2 separate regions of the Mus musculus genome follow, and region 2 is linked to region 1. A link is a contact called in public Hi-C data. All regions are on one chromosome and are shown on one strand. Each heading gives the region's core, a stretch centred on a gene start, on an enhancer-like site or on the middle of the called end of the contact. The rest is flanking DNA. Distances are from core to core; before and after follow the strand shown. Region 1 overlaps Cnst (consortin, connexin sorting protein). Region 2 has its middle 30 kb from the start of Gm31668.

Region 1 (6,341 bases), core at 2,608-5,107:
CTCTTTCTCCTTAAGTGCACATCTCCTGCCTGACCTTTGATCCAAATCAATTAAGCAATGAAATTATGAAAGCTCACTTTTGATCAATATATTCCAGCCAAAGGGATATGGCTGTCCTTACAGACTATAATTAGATTGGCTTTGGAATCTGAACTGCTGCATCATATAGAATAATAAAACAAAAAATAAAAGTACAACAAAACCCCAGGGTCTCTATTGTAGTCCAAGCTGGCCCAGACCTTGCCATCCTCCTGCCTCCGCCTCTTAATTACTTAGGTCAGCAGCTCAACACTCAAGAAGGAAATAAAGGGATCTACAAACAGTCAGCAGAGTTATGATGGGGTGGGGGTGTTCTGAACCACTGAGTTTATCGAGACATCCTAATAGCGGCTGGTTGGGTAGCTACCCTTGTATGTCAAAACAGGTATTGTAGAACGGAGGTACAAGGAAGCCACCAGAGCTTTTGTTCTAACAAAGCAACCACCTCAAAAGGGAATAAGCCGTCCAAAGAGTAGGACTCTTCCTCACCTTGAAGCTACAAACAGAATATATTTTTTAGCAGTGATATTGAGGCACCGTTTGTACTTGCTTCCATTCAGAGCACGCATTGCTCTGCAAGTTTTGAGAGATGTACCTACCTATGAAATCAGCAGCACATTCATAGCATCGGTTTCCATGAGTCCCTAGATTTGCCATGGCCCCACTGCTATGCAACCTTCACACTCTGGGGCCCGTTTGTTTCTGCCACCGTGAGAAAATTGCTTTTTTTTTTTTTTTTTTTAATCTGAGATTCATTCATATAACTACTCAAAGTTATCTGAGTGTTTTGTTGCTGGAGTGCTCAGCTGCACTGTGTTTCCAGGTCTGGGTTTCCACAGTTAAGGCAGCTGTGAACATTGGTGAAGATTGGTTTAAAATTATTTGTCTGGGGGTGGGGGTGCGAAGGGTCCTTTACCATGTTTCTGGTGGTCAGAGGATAACTCGAGGAAGCCATTGTGGGTCCCAGGGATTAACAGGCTAGGTGGCTTTAGCGGATGAGCTATCTCTCCAGCAGTGACATTTGGCACATCCCTAAGTAGTATGTTACTGGGATTCTGAGAGACTGTACAGACTCAGGAGGTAGCTGTGGCCCATACAATGTCTTCCTACACGTGAACCCACTCGGACTCAGTCTGCACTGATTGGTCTCCTTGGCCATGTTTTGAAGTTTTCAGCACATAATAAGCCCGTCTTTTTTTTTTTTTTTTCTAAAGTTATTTATTTATTATATGGAAGTACACTGTAGCTGTCTTCAGACACACCAGAAGAGGGTGTCAGATCTCGTTACGGATGGTTGTGAATTACCATGTGGTTGCTGGGATTTGAACTCAGGATCTTCGGAAGAGCAGTCAGTGCTCCTAACCCCCGAGCCATCTCTCCAGCCCTAGTCCAGTCTTTTAAATGCTCCTGTGAACAAATCTTTTTCAGATCATTAATCGAGATGCATAGAAACAACAGATTGTGTGTGTGTGTGTGTGTGTGTGTGTGTGTGTGTGTGTGTGTGCATGACCTTGAACTCGGCAACACCTTTGAATTTGTCAGTCTGGAGCTTTCATGTGGCTTCTTTGCTGTCATCTGTGAAGTTTTCCTTCCTGTCTTCCAAACTGGATGTCTGTTTCTCCCATCTACTTTCTTCAACTTTATCTTCCTTGCTATGCTGAGCAGTGATAGAGAACGGGTACCCTTCCTCCTTCCTGATAGATCACAGCTCAGCCTTTTAGCATCGCTACCTGCACATTCCTCAAAGCCCTTCAAAGACCCTCCTAGTCTTTTCCTAATCTTCGTTTAATCACAAAAGAACGATCGATACCTTTTTTACACCCATAATTTTCCATATGGTGACCATAATTTCCCACCCCCATATGTTCTACCAATGTCACACCAAATTCCTTATGTAGAACTGTCCTTGCACTGTCTGTCTGTCCATGCAGTCTGGACATTTTAAGTGTGCAGAGGAAGCTCGCTCATTTGCATTTTCTTGGTGACTTTTAAGAGTCAGTATCTTTTCATGTACTCATTGGCTATTTATATGTTCTCTCTTATGAGGCCTTTCAAAGTTGTCATAATTCTGAATATATATATGTATATATATATATATATATATATATATATATATATATTCTAAATTTATAAGGTCTTCAATGAATTCATTGTGAGGCTCTGACTGTCAAACCTAATGACTTGAATTTGATCCCCAGGACCAAATGGTGGAAGGAAAGAACTGACTTTTAAAAGTGTCCCCGGCTTCCACACACACATGGGCAAGGACCCACTGCCCACACCAACACAACTTTACAAAAACATTGTGACTATTGTCTTGCATCTGATTACTGCCTCTCATTTTCCTAACATTATATGAAAAGCACATTTTTAAAAAGTCCAACTATCACTTCCCTTTTACCCTCTCTTACTGTGCTCTAAGAAATCCCTTTTTATACAAAAGTTACCAAGCTAATCCTGGGTTCTTCTAGTGACCCTATAGTTTTAGGTTCCAGGCCTGAAGCCTATTCATTTCAGATTTAATTGTTTATGCTAATTAGTTTCACGACTAGACGTGCAATTTTGACAGTGTTATTTGTTGAAAGGGCCTGGCTCCTTTGTGGATCACTTGGGTGTGCTCATGTGGCCTTTAGGTCTCCCTAGACACCAGTCTGACTGCTGTAGAACAAAACGTTGAAAAACAGGCAAAGGGCCTCCAACCATCTTCTAGGTCAGCTGTCTCTCAAGCATTTTAAACTGTCAATTTCTAAAAATTGCTGCAATTTGAATTTGAATCATGTCTGTTACCTCTATGAACAATTGGCTCTGTGAATGGCCAACAGTCTATTACTGAGCCATATACTCGGTTTGGTTTCTTGAGACAAGGTCTCAATGTGTAACCCAGCCTAGGTTGTCACCTTCAAAAACACAGGCGACAATCTCTGGCTGGTCTGGGAATAACCAACTAGGCTGGCTGGCCAGGAGACGTGGGCATCCTCCTGCCTCTACTTTCCTACACAGAGACTGCAAGTGCGTTTTCACGTGGGATCCTGAGGTCCTTGTATTTACTGGCCAGGCAGGTGCTTTACTGGCTGAGCTGTCCCTGCCTCTCTGACTCTGTCCTAGCAACTATTTTCTTTAAAAGATTTTGGACATAGTGGTGGACTAGCAATAGTGACTTTAGCTTCTTGGTTTTCTCACTGTCTTTATCTTGTTTCACTATTGGTCTCATAAAATGGGCCAGCAGTACTTTTTTTTTTTTTAAGAGCATTTTGTGCCCTGAGTACTTCTTAAATGACTGCCATATTGACTGGCAACACTCTCTAGCCCTAGTTTTCCTTGTGAGGTGGTTTTCAATTCAGGGCAATTAAGACTTTACTTATTTATCTGACACTGTCTTGTGCACAAGGGGCAAACAAGCACCAGCCTGAACCCTTCTGTTTTGAACAGCAAGCTTTGGCTGAGATGATTCCCACTGCTAGAAACCTGCCTGCTACCAACTGAGCAGTGCTCACAGCGGCTGTGATGCAGTACTGGTTACATAGTAACCACCAGACCTTTGGCAGTCAGGAAAGATGGCTGCTTGACTTTCCTATCAGCTGCTGTGAGTTCCTTTATTCCCAACAGTGCAGAATGAAAGAACTTGAATTTCCAATCCTCTAGGTAGCACGTTGTTACCTAGTTTCTTTTTGGTTCCTTCTTTACAAATACATTCCCTTATCAGACGCAAGCTCTTTAAGCCGAGTGGGGCCCCCAGCCCTCTCACTGTGCTTACAGGGCTGGCAATCTGATGTGTGTAAGGGGGCAGAAGGCAGCAAACACGAGCTGCTCAGCACCAGACACAAAGCCACGCCCAGCTTACTACATTGCTATTAAAGTCCAAAAGCCCCAGAGGCACTCGTACAGTCTCTGCAGGTGCAGGTCATGTGAGGGAAACAGAAGTGTAGTGGAGCCGAGCATCACCAAACCTGTGGCTTAGAGATGTACATGTGCTTATTCAGACACAGAATGCATCAATGTCAAAATACTACAAACGCCACACAAGATCAACTGTGCCCAAAGCAATGAGAGCTTACAGAGGTCTGCCTGCTAGCAGTAGGATGAAGAACCCAGCCTCTCGAAGGGGATGAGCAGGGACGGAGGGGAACAAGAGTGTACCAGGTAATGAAGATGCTCAAAATGCATTATCTACACGTATGCAAGTGTCATAATGAAACCCAGTATTAATAGATGCTAATAATGAAAAATAACCCGCCTATGTATGGGGAGTGAGTGTCACAAAGGCCAGTGTCAGGAAAGGAGGTCACCAGCCGAAGGCTTCTTTGGTCTCCATTTTCCCTCTGTTCAACACCCACCGCCCCACCCTGGCCCCACCCAGTCCTTCCTCACTGCTCCCCTTAGGCTATGTTGTCCTGCCATTCAGGAGACCCAAATCACATCTGCCCTTGCAAAATAAGCCTGACCTTCAAACTTCAGCTCCTCAGCACCTCTCACACCCCAATTCACAGACTGATAAAATCAGACTCTGGACTTGATTTTCAAGTCTAAAAGGATGCAGCACTTGAGAGTGGAGCCTGGTTACTAGTCAGGCAGAGAGGTATTTTAAAAGCTGAGAACTGTTACTTAGGGACGTTACGATGTCCTCAAAATAGAGGTGATAAGATGGCTCAGTGGGAGAAAGCGCTTGCTCTCAAGCGCATGACCTGAGTTTGAGCCTCTGGACCCTAATGGTGGAAGGAGAGAAGCGACTCCGTTAAGTGTTCTTCTGACCTCCACATGGACACTGTGGCACAATTGTGGTCCCTCCCCAAAATATGTGAATGTAATTAAAAAAAAAAAAGACTTGCTCCAAATAGCTGGCATCTCCTTCAGGGACTGGCCCGACCTCTGGCATTATAGTTTGCTTTCAAGCACGTCCCCCAACACCCAAAGGGTTCAAATAAATTCTCGGAGACATTTTGTTGGTGTAGATTTTAAATTACAAGCTTGATTTGACACCCTCAAATACAGTTCTTCAGAACTCTAGGTATAAATAGTTGTCAGTACTTTCAAATGAGAGGAGGAGTGACATTTCAGCATAGTTGTCTGATGCTTGTACGTAGGATAGCATCCTCTCACCTGCAGGGGGATACTCCAATTCATGCAATAAATGACCATTACAGGTTTCAAAGGTACCCTAGGTTTTCTAGGTGAGAGTTCACACCCACTTTAGGTCACGAGGTCAGTCTGCTCCCGATCACTCTGGTTCCCCGAGTGGTGAGCACCGGCTCCTTGGATACACAACTGGGTCACTGGTTAGCCAGGTATCATTTCAGCCCTTTCTTTTACTGGATTCTCCCAGGAAACCCAGGGTTTTGGAAATGTGGCCAAGGTGGCTGAGAGGCAAATACAACATCAGAGATCACACGGGACTCTGAGTGACCGAAAAGAGGTGAACAGGAGGGAGATTTGAACTTTTCTTGACATAAAATTGGCAGAAACAAAGATCATCAAATCCCCGCAGCTAGAAATCATGAGGGTGAAATGTCTGTGTATCGAGAGGAGCCTGCACAGATGACCTCGCTCGTGGCTCCTATAGAACCACTGTTCCAGGATGATGGGACCTATGTTACATATGATATGAATACAAAGTCTTAAAGTTTATAGTAGGACATTAAAATAATCTTCTAATAAAATCAGCCTTAGGTATAACGAATCTAAATTTCAGCATTCTGTATACTTCTAAATAAATAACTCTGATCTATACCCATCGAAAATATTACAGTTTATGGTGACATAAGAGATAAGCCACGCAGTATTATAAGTGAAAATAAAAAGTCAATTTCAAAATAAGTCTAAAAATACACGGAGCTGAAATGGTATAAAATCCAAACACTAAGCATCTAATTAAATAGGCAGCGGTGGGATGAAGGAATGCAGGCTCAGCAGCGCACGCTCAATTCATAAAAAAGCTCCTTAAGTTCACACTCCAAATAAATAAGCAGAGACACAAAGGAAGGTACTGTGCCAGCCAGTAACACCTGCAAAGCCAGTTTTCTCCTTCCTTCCAAACGATCCCGACAGGAAAACAGAACATAACGGTCACTTGCTAAAAAACTATAATTCATGATTTTTAAAAAAAGATGTTGCCTCGAATATAAAAAGTCAAAGGAAGGCCTCCTAAACATTAGATCACTGTACCGCAAATGAGGAATGGCCACCTGGTGACAGAATTAAACAACACTAGACATTTGTCTCTTTAGGGTATGACTGGATTTCTGCTTCATGAGCCCATGAAGCATTCTAGAATGAGCCCACGAGAGGAACACATTCCATACACCTAA
Region 2 (6,341 bases), core at 2,374-4,873, 220 kb before region 1:
ATATTCATAACTGTTATCTGTGGCTCTAGTTGATTTTTATTTTTAAAAATTACAATGCAGTCTGATGTAACAGCACACATGTGTGATCTCACCACTCAGCAGGCAGAGGCAGGAGGATCACAGGTTCAAGGCTAGCCTGACCACATAGAAAGTTCCAGGCCAGCCTTGACTGCTGGAGACCCTGTAATAAAATGAACATGGCTACAATTTACACCCCCACCCCCACTCCCACTTTTGGCTTTTTAGAAATTGTAACCACTACTGGCAGTGAAGTCCAATGATGGAGCACTTGTCTATCATGTTTAAAGGCCTTGGGTTTGATCCCTGGCACTGCAAAATAAAAATAAATAATATTTTATTTTATTTTACGTTGCTTTTCACTAGCAGAGGATGGTGCACTGTGGAGGCCAGAGGCCAATCCTGTAGAACTGGATCACTCCTTCCACCTTTTCAATGGGTTCTGGGTATTGAACTGGGGCCACCAGGCTTGCACAGCAATCACCTTTACTCGGTGAGCCATTTCATCAGCCCCAACAGTAACCATTTTCAGCATAGAGTCTAGAGGCATTAGGTACCTTTACGTTGACATGCGGCCATCCCCACCATCTATTGTGAGAGCTCTTTACCTTACAAAACTGAGATTCTACCATAACCACTCGGCCACTACTCCCCCTCTGCCCTCTCTCCACATCTTGGCAGCTGACATTCTACTTTTCATTTCTATGAGTTTGGTCAATGTAGACCTCTCAGTAGAGATAGAATAACATAATATTTGTCTTGTGTATGTGAGAGAGAGAGAGAGACAGAGAGACAGAGACAGAGAGAGAGAGAGAGAGAGAGAGAGAGAGAGAAAGAGAGAGAGAGAGAGAGAGAGAGAGAGAGAGAGAGAGAGAGAGAGAGAGAGAGAGAGAGAGAGAGACTGGCTTGTTTTACTTAACACATCATCTTCTGGGTTCTTCCATGAGATAGAATGAACCAAATTTTCCTTTGTGTCTGTGTGTGTGTGTGTGTGTGTGTGTGTGTGTGTGTGTGTGGTTTTACTTAACACATCATCTTCTAGGTTCTTCCATGAGATAAAATGAATCAAATTTTCCTCTGTGATTGTGTGTGTGCACAAAGTTCCTAGTGGTCTAGAGGATAGAGAACTTAATGAACAGTGTGTGTGCATGCACTGCAGGGAAAACCCTTGAAGTCCTGAGTAAAGCAAAAGGGGAGATGATGGATGCCTTCTCCTCCTCCTCTTCCTCTTCTTCCTCCTCCCCCTCCCCTCCTCCTCCTCCTCCTCCTCCTCCTCCTTCTTCTTCTTCTTCTAAGATTTATTTATTTATTTATTTTTAAGATGTATTTATTTGTCTATTTCATGTCTGTGAGTACACTGTTGCTATTTTCAGACACACCAGAAGAGAGCATCAGATCCCACTACAGATGGTTGTGAGCCACCATGTGGTTGCTAGGAAATGAACTCAAGTCCTCTGGAAGAGCTCTTAACCGCCGAGCCGTCTCTCCAGCCCCTCATTCCTTTTTTGTTGCTGTGATAAAGCACCCTGACAAAATCAACTCCAGAGAGAAAGGGCTTATTTCAGCTCACAGTTCCAGATGCCCGGCCCACGGCAGAAACGACAAGGCAGCTTGGTCACACTGCCTCTCCAACAGGAAGCAGAGTGGGATGAACACATGTCTGTCAACTGCTCAGCAATCTTTCTCCAGTTACACAATTCAGGACCTCTGTCAGGGAATGGCTCCCCCACAGAGGTAGCTTCCCACCTCTGAACACAATCAAGACTATCTTCCACGGGTGAGTGCACACACATACACACACATGCACACACCCAATGAGTGCACACACATACACACACATGCACACACCCAACGAGTGCACACACATACACACACATGCACACACCCAACGAGTGCACACACATACACACACATGCACACACCCAACTTCCAGATCCTCTAGATTGTGCCAGGTTGACAAGTCACACTCACCATCACAAAGTATACGTGTAGTTATTGTTTTGGGGTCAGAACATCCATATTCCCTCCCCTTCAACACCAGTCAGTGCTCCTTGTTCTCAGGTCCTGGGACTCAGACTGAATTATGTCACTAACCAGCAGACCGCGGACTGTGGAACTTCTCCTAGTTTATACACGTACCCTTCTGGTTCTACTGCTCTGGAGAACCGTGCCTGCTGTAACTGGTCAAGAACTATCTCAGGTAATAGAGGCAATTAGCAAAAATGTGGGTGTGAGATAGAGATAGAGATATATAGATAAATAGATGATAATAGATAGATGATAGATAGATAGATAGATAGGTAGATAGATAGCTGGCTGACAATTTCAAGTTATTCAAGGTGGCTGGAACACAGGAAGCTGGAGGCAAAGAGAAGTGGCCATAGACAAAATCATATCATGTTTGCTAGTACCAGGAAATCCAAGATACCAAAAACATGGAACTATTCTACAAGGCCTGTTAGAGATGATCTGTGAGCATCAGGGTTCAAAATTAGCAGTATCTGATAGTATAAATCATGATATCCTTGCAGAGTCTTTGGATTAAAGGATGGATGCGCTGTTGCCATAATTCTGGTCCCAAATGTTCCCCCAAGGTCTGTGTGTTAGAAACTTGGTCACCAGCCTGTGATGTTGCTGGGGTGGTGCCCGATAGAAGGAAGTTAGGTGTCCGAGGGTGCTCTGAGGCCCCTTCCTTTCTCTCTGCTTCCCAGCTGCCACGAGGTGAATGCGCCTCTTCTGCTCTGTGTGATCACCGTCATGACCTGTGCCACCACAGGCTCAGAGCAGAGGGCGGACAACCGTGGACTGAAACTTCTGAAATCAGGAGCCAAAATAATGGATTTCCTTTTCAAAGTGGATTCTGTCAGGTACCTTGTTACAGCCATGTAGCGCCGACTCTCACACACAGCTATGCACCTCAGATCTTCGGCTCACGTTTGCTGAACTGAGCAGATAGATGCACAGATTCCCCAGGCTCAATTCCGAACACTGAGTGAACCAGGCGAGGTGTGCATACCTATAATCCCAGTACTCAGGAGGTGGAGGCAGGCAAGATGACGTTTAGAGTGAGTTTGAGGTTAGCCTGGGCCAAATGAGATCTGAAAACAAAACAAAACAAAACAAACAAACAAACAAAAGCAGGAGGAGGAGGAAAAGGACAGACCTGTCAGATTGGCAAGAAAGACAGATCCTCCAAGGGTTGTCATGTAGTAGATTCAGCTCTGCACACTAAATTACAAAAAACAGCCCTGGGGCTAGGGCAGGCCCTGGATTCTGAAGTTTGCTCCTTTGGCTATGGCATGCGTGCTGTACTTCTTTACCTGCTAGCTAGCCTACCCTCCTTCTTTGCCCCTTACCTTACTTGATAAATCTCAGCCTTTTGCTTACACACTTGTGAGCCTATCCCATAGCCTGTTGGAGCCCGTCTTCCTCTCTGGGCAGGCTCAGACTTTAACCGCGTTCCCAGGTCTACCCCCACCTCCAGAATCACCTGGGCTCAGCCTGTCTCATTCTTTGACCCTCAGGTCTGAGGTAGTCTAGAAAGAATGTCCCTGTTGGTCGGCAGCTTGGCTGGGAAAGGACAGCGCTGTCGCAGGAAGCCTGTGTAAAGCGGCCGCAACCAAAAATAAAGGAGGGCCCGCCACAAAAATTACTGACTCAGTCGAGGCCTCTGTCCCGGGAAACATTCCCCGGATAAGTCACACCCTCAGGCGGCCGAGGCTGCTCAGAAAGACCTTTTTAGAGAAACTGGAATGGGGGGTTGGGGGGAGGAATTTTCCAAGAAGTCCTGGGCGGGAAGCTAGGCTGGGCGATGGGGAAGTGAACGGCTAGTTTCCATTTGCTGCCACCTCCCGGGAGATCTGAGAACTGCAGGTCTGCCTGGGGAGCAGGGTCACCGGGACGAGCAGCCCTGAAGTTAGGTCCCACTTTGTGAGGCTGCAGTTGGAGGGAAGGTGACAATCACAGACCATTTTGATGCAAAGGAAGAAAGGAAAAGTGCAGGCTATGAGCCTTCCGTTTCCGGTAGGTTTTCATGTCCTCAATTTCTAAGCCAAAACACCTCCTGCCATTCCTCCCACTTTTCCCTTTTCCACTTCTCTCTCGACTGATGGGAACTCCCTTCCTCCTCCTTCCTAAACAGCTTTCTCCCATCAATCCATCCTGCTCAGGGCAGCCAGTTTAAAACCACTTAGTCGTTCATGGATGCCCAAGGTCCCATTGAACACCCAACTCCTCAGACCCACCCACAAACTCTTCCTCACCTTCAGGAAGTCACTCTTTCCAGTTCCGTCCACCGAGTGAATTTCTCCCCGTTCCTCTCTATCCGTTTCAACCCATTCACCCTTCAAATAGCAGCGCTCCCATCAATCACTGCTCAGGGAAAGTCCCTGACCTGCAAAACTCAGCTCCTTCTGCCATCCACTAACACTTCTCACACTATCTTCAAGGCCAGTACCACAGTCTAATGACTGTATCTACTCATTTAATTCGTATCTCATTTCCCCTAAACTGCAAATCCACTATCACTGACATATTAAATCTGACATAGTAGTAAATTCTGAATAATATTTGGAATGAAAGTCAGGCATAGTGGCTCATACCTATAAATCCAGCACTTGGAAGGCAGGAATTTAACATGATCACATACACACAGATCTATATAGCGTGTATACATTTTCATATATACACATGTATACATACACACATCCAATGTATATATATGTATATATCGTATATCTATACATATATATGTGTGTGTATTTATATATACACACATACATATAAACACATATACACATACATGCATACACGCACACACATACACACCCTGAGGCATTTTCTTTCTATCTTTCTTTTCTTTCTTTCTTTCTTTCTTTCTTTCTTTCTTTCTTTCTTCCTTCCTTCCTTTCTTTCTTTCTTTCTTTCTTTCTTTCAAGTAGGGTCTCTCTATGCTATCTTGGCTGTTCTAGAACTCACTATGTGGACCAGGCTGGCCTCGAACTTACAGAGATCTGCCTGCCTCTGCCTCCTGAATCCTGGGATTAAAGGCATCACCACTACTCCAGGCTATGTGGATTTTTCATATGCAAAACAGAAGAATGGTGAAGCCTGGCCTGCTCGGTGCATTAATAACTGTAGGCTTAGAGTTTTCAAAACCCACTTTTAATAAGGGGTTCTCAAACTCTCCGGCACCCCCCCTTCTAGCCCACCATCCAAAAGTAGGGGAGAAAAGATGGTAAACAGGACAAGGGGACGTGGGCCTGTTTAGAAGTAGTTCTTTGGGGCAACTCCAATCTCTGTTCATCATGATACCAGCAGTCCAGATTAGTAGTGTCAGGATACTGTGCCTCTCTCAATGAAGTGAAGATCAGTGAGGACTTGAGACCAACTAAGCATTGCAAAGCTAGCTTTCACGTGTCCTCCCCTGGGTCTTACCTCAGCAACGTGCCACATGAGTCTGCATCCCATGACACAACCAGAAACTTGCGCGGGAAGTAACTTTTCTTGTTGCTCTAATAAAAGCAACTGAAGGAAGGAACGGAAGGGTTTGATTTCGGCTCACAGCTTGAAGGTATGGGAGTCTGAGAGGCAGCTGTCACTGGCGCAGTCTAGGCCTCTGCCCCGAGAATCATTCCCTAGAAAAGTCACAGCCCGCCTTAGTGGAGGAAGCAGGGGGAGATGAAGGCCTTCTCAGCTTGCCTCTTCCTTTTTCTTCAGTCCAGGACCCCAGTCCACCGGAAGGTGCCGCCCACATCTAGGGTTGGCCCTCCCACCAAATTACCCCATTCTAGAAGCACCTCGCAGGCACGCCCAGAGATCTGTGTCCTAGGAAACTCTAGATCCTGCCAAGTCGACTGTCTTTATTAACTGAGGCGGCAGTGCATTGATGGGTAAGGGGGATGATGTGTGGGATAAAGGGAGCAGAACTGAGGGGTGAAGTGAGGAGGGACCATAGCAGAAAGAAAGCCACTTATATGCCCCATTACAGGGGAATGCCCGGATCAAGAAGTGGGAGTGGGTGGGTAGGGGAGCAGGGCGGCGGCGGGGGGTATAGGGAACTTTCGGGATAGCATTTGAAATGTAAATGAAGAAAATATCTAATAAAAAATTGAAAAAAGAAAGGAAGGAAGAAAGAAAGAAAGCCAGCCACTGAACTGGTGACTCGTAAAATCCTGATGGTGCCAATAGGTAAATAACAAAAGAAAATAAATATTGAATCCCCCTGTTCTAGTTAATTCTTGTTGTTATGATAAGACATTTGGCCAAATTCAGAGGAGGAAAGAATTTATTTATTTATACTTCCTGGTCACAGTCCATCACTA

Evidence for each region. A called contact is a pair of places that touch in the nucleus more often than the background predicts.
Region 2: a Hi-C map of the G1E-ER4 cell line shows a contact between it and region 1, with 6 times the contacts expected there. The contact joins two enhancer-like sites. A contact is called at or near these places in 13 of 484 Hi-C or Micro-C datasets (the G1E-ER4 cell line, the HL-1 cell line, the N1E-115 cell line and 5 more).

Annotation. Positions count from the first base shown.
Region 1 is chr1:179,626,112-179,632,452 of GRCm38.p6, reverse strand. Cnst (consortin, connexin sorting protein) reads right to left here. Exons shown (of 11, transcript NM_146105.3): 11 at 4,980-6,341. Among named protein-coding and RNA genes, the nearest start is that of Sccpdh, 39 kb to the left of the region's middle. Within about 2 kb of position 3,857, at least 21 of the 459 cell types and tissues checked have an H3K27ac peak or open chromatin away from gene starts, as enhancers often do. A contact at or near this core is called in the G1E-ER4 cell line, where this site is marked.
Region 2 is chr1:179,845,418-179,851,758 of GRCm38.p6, reverse strand. No RefSeq gene overlaps it. Among named protein-coding and RNA genes, the nearest start is that of Gm31668, 30 kb to the left of the region's middle. Within about 2 kb of position 3,623, at least 166 of the 459 cell types and tissues checked have an H3K27ac peak or open chromatin away from gene starts, as enhancers often do. A contact at or near this core is called in the G1E-ER4 cell line, where this site is marked.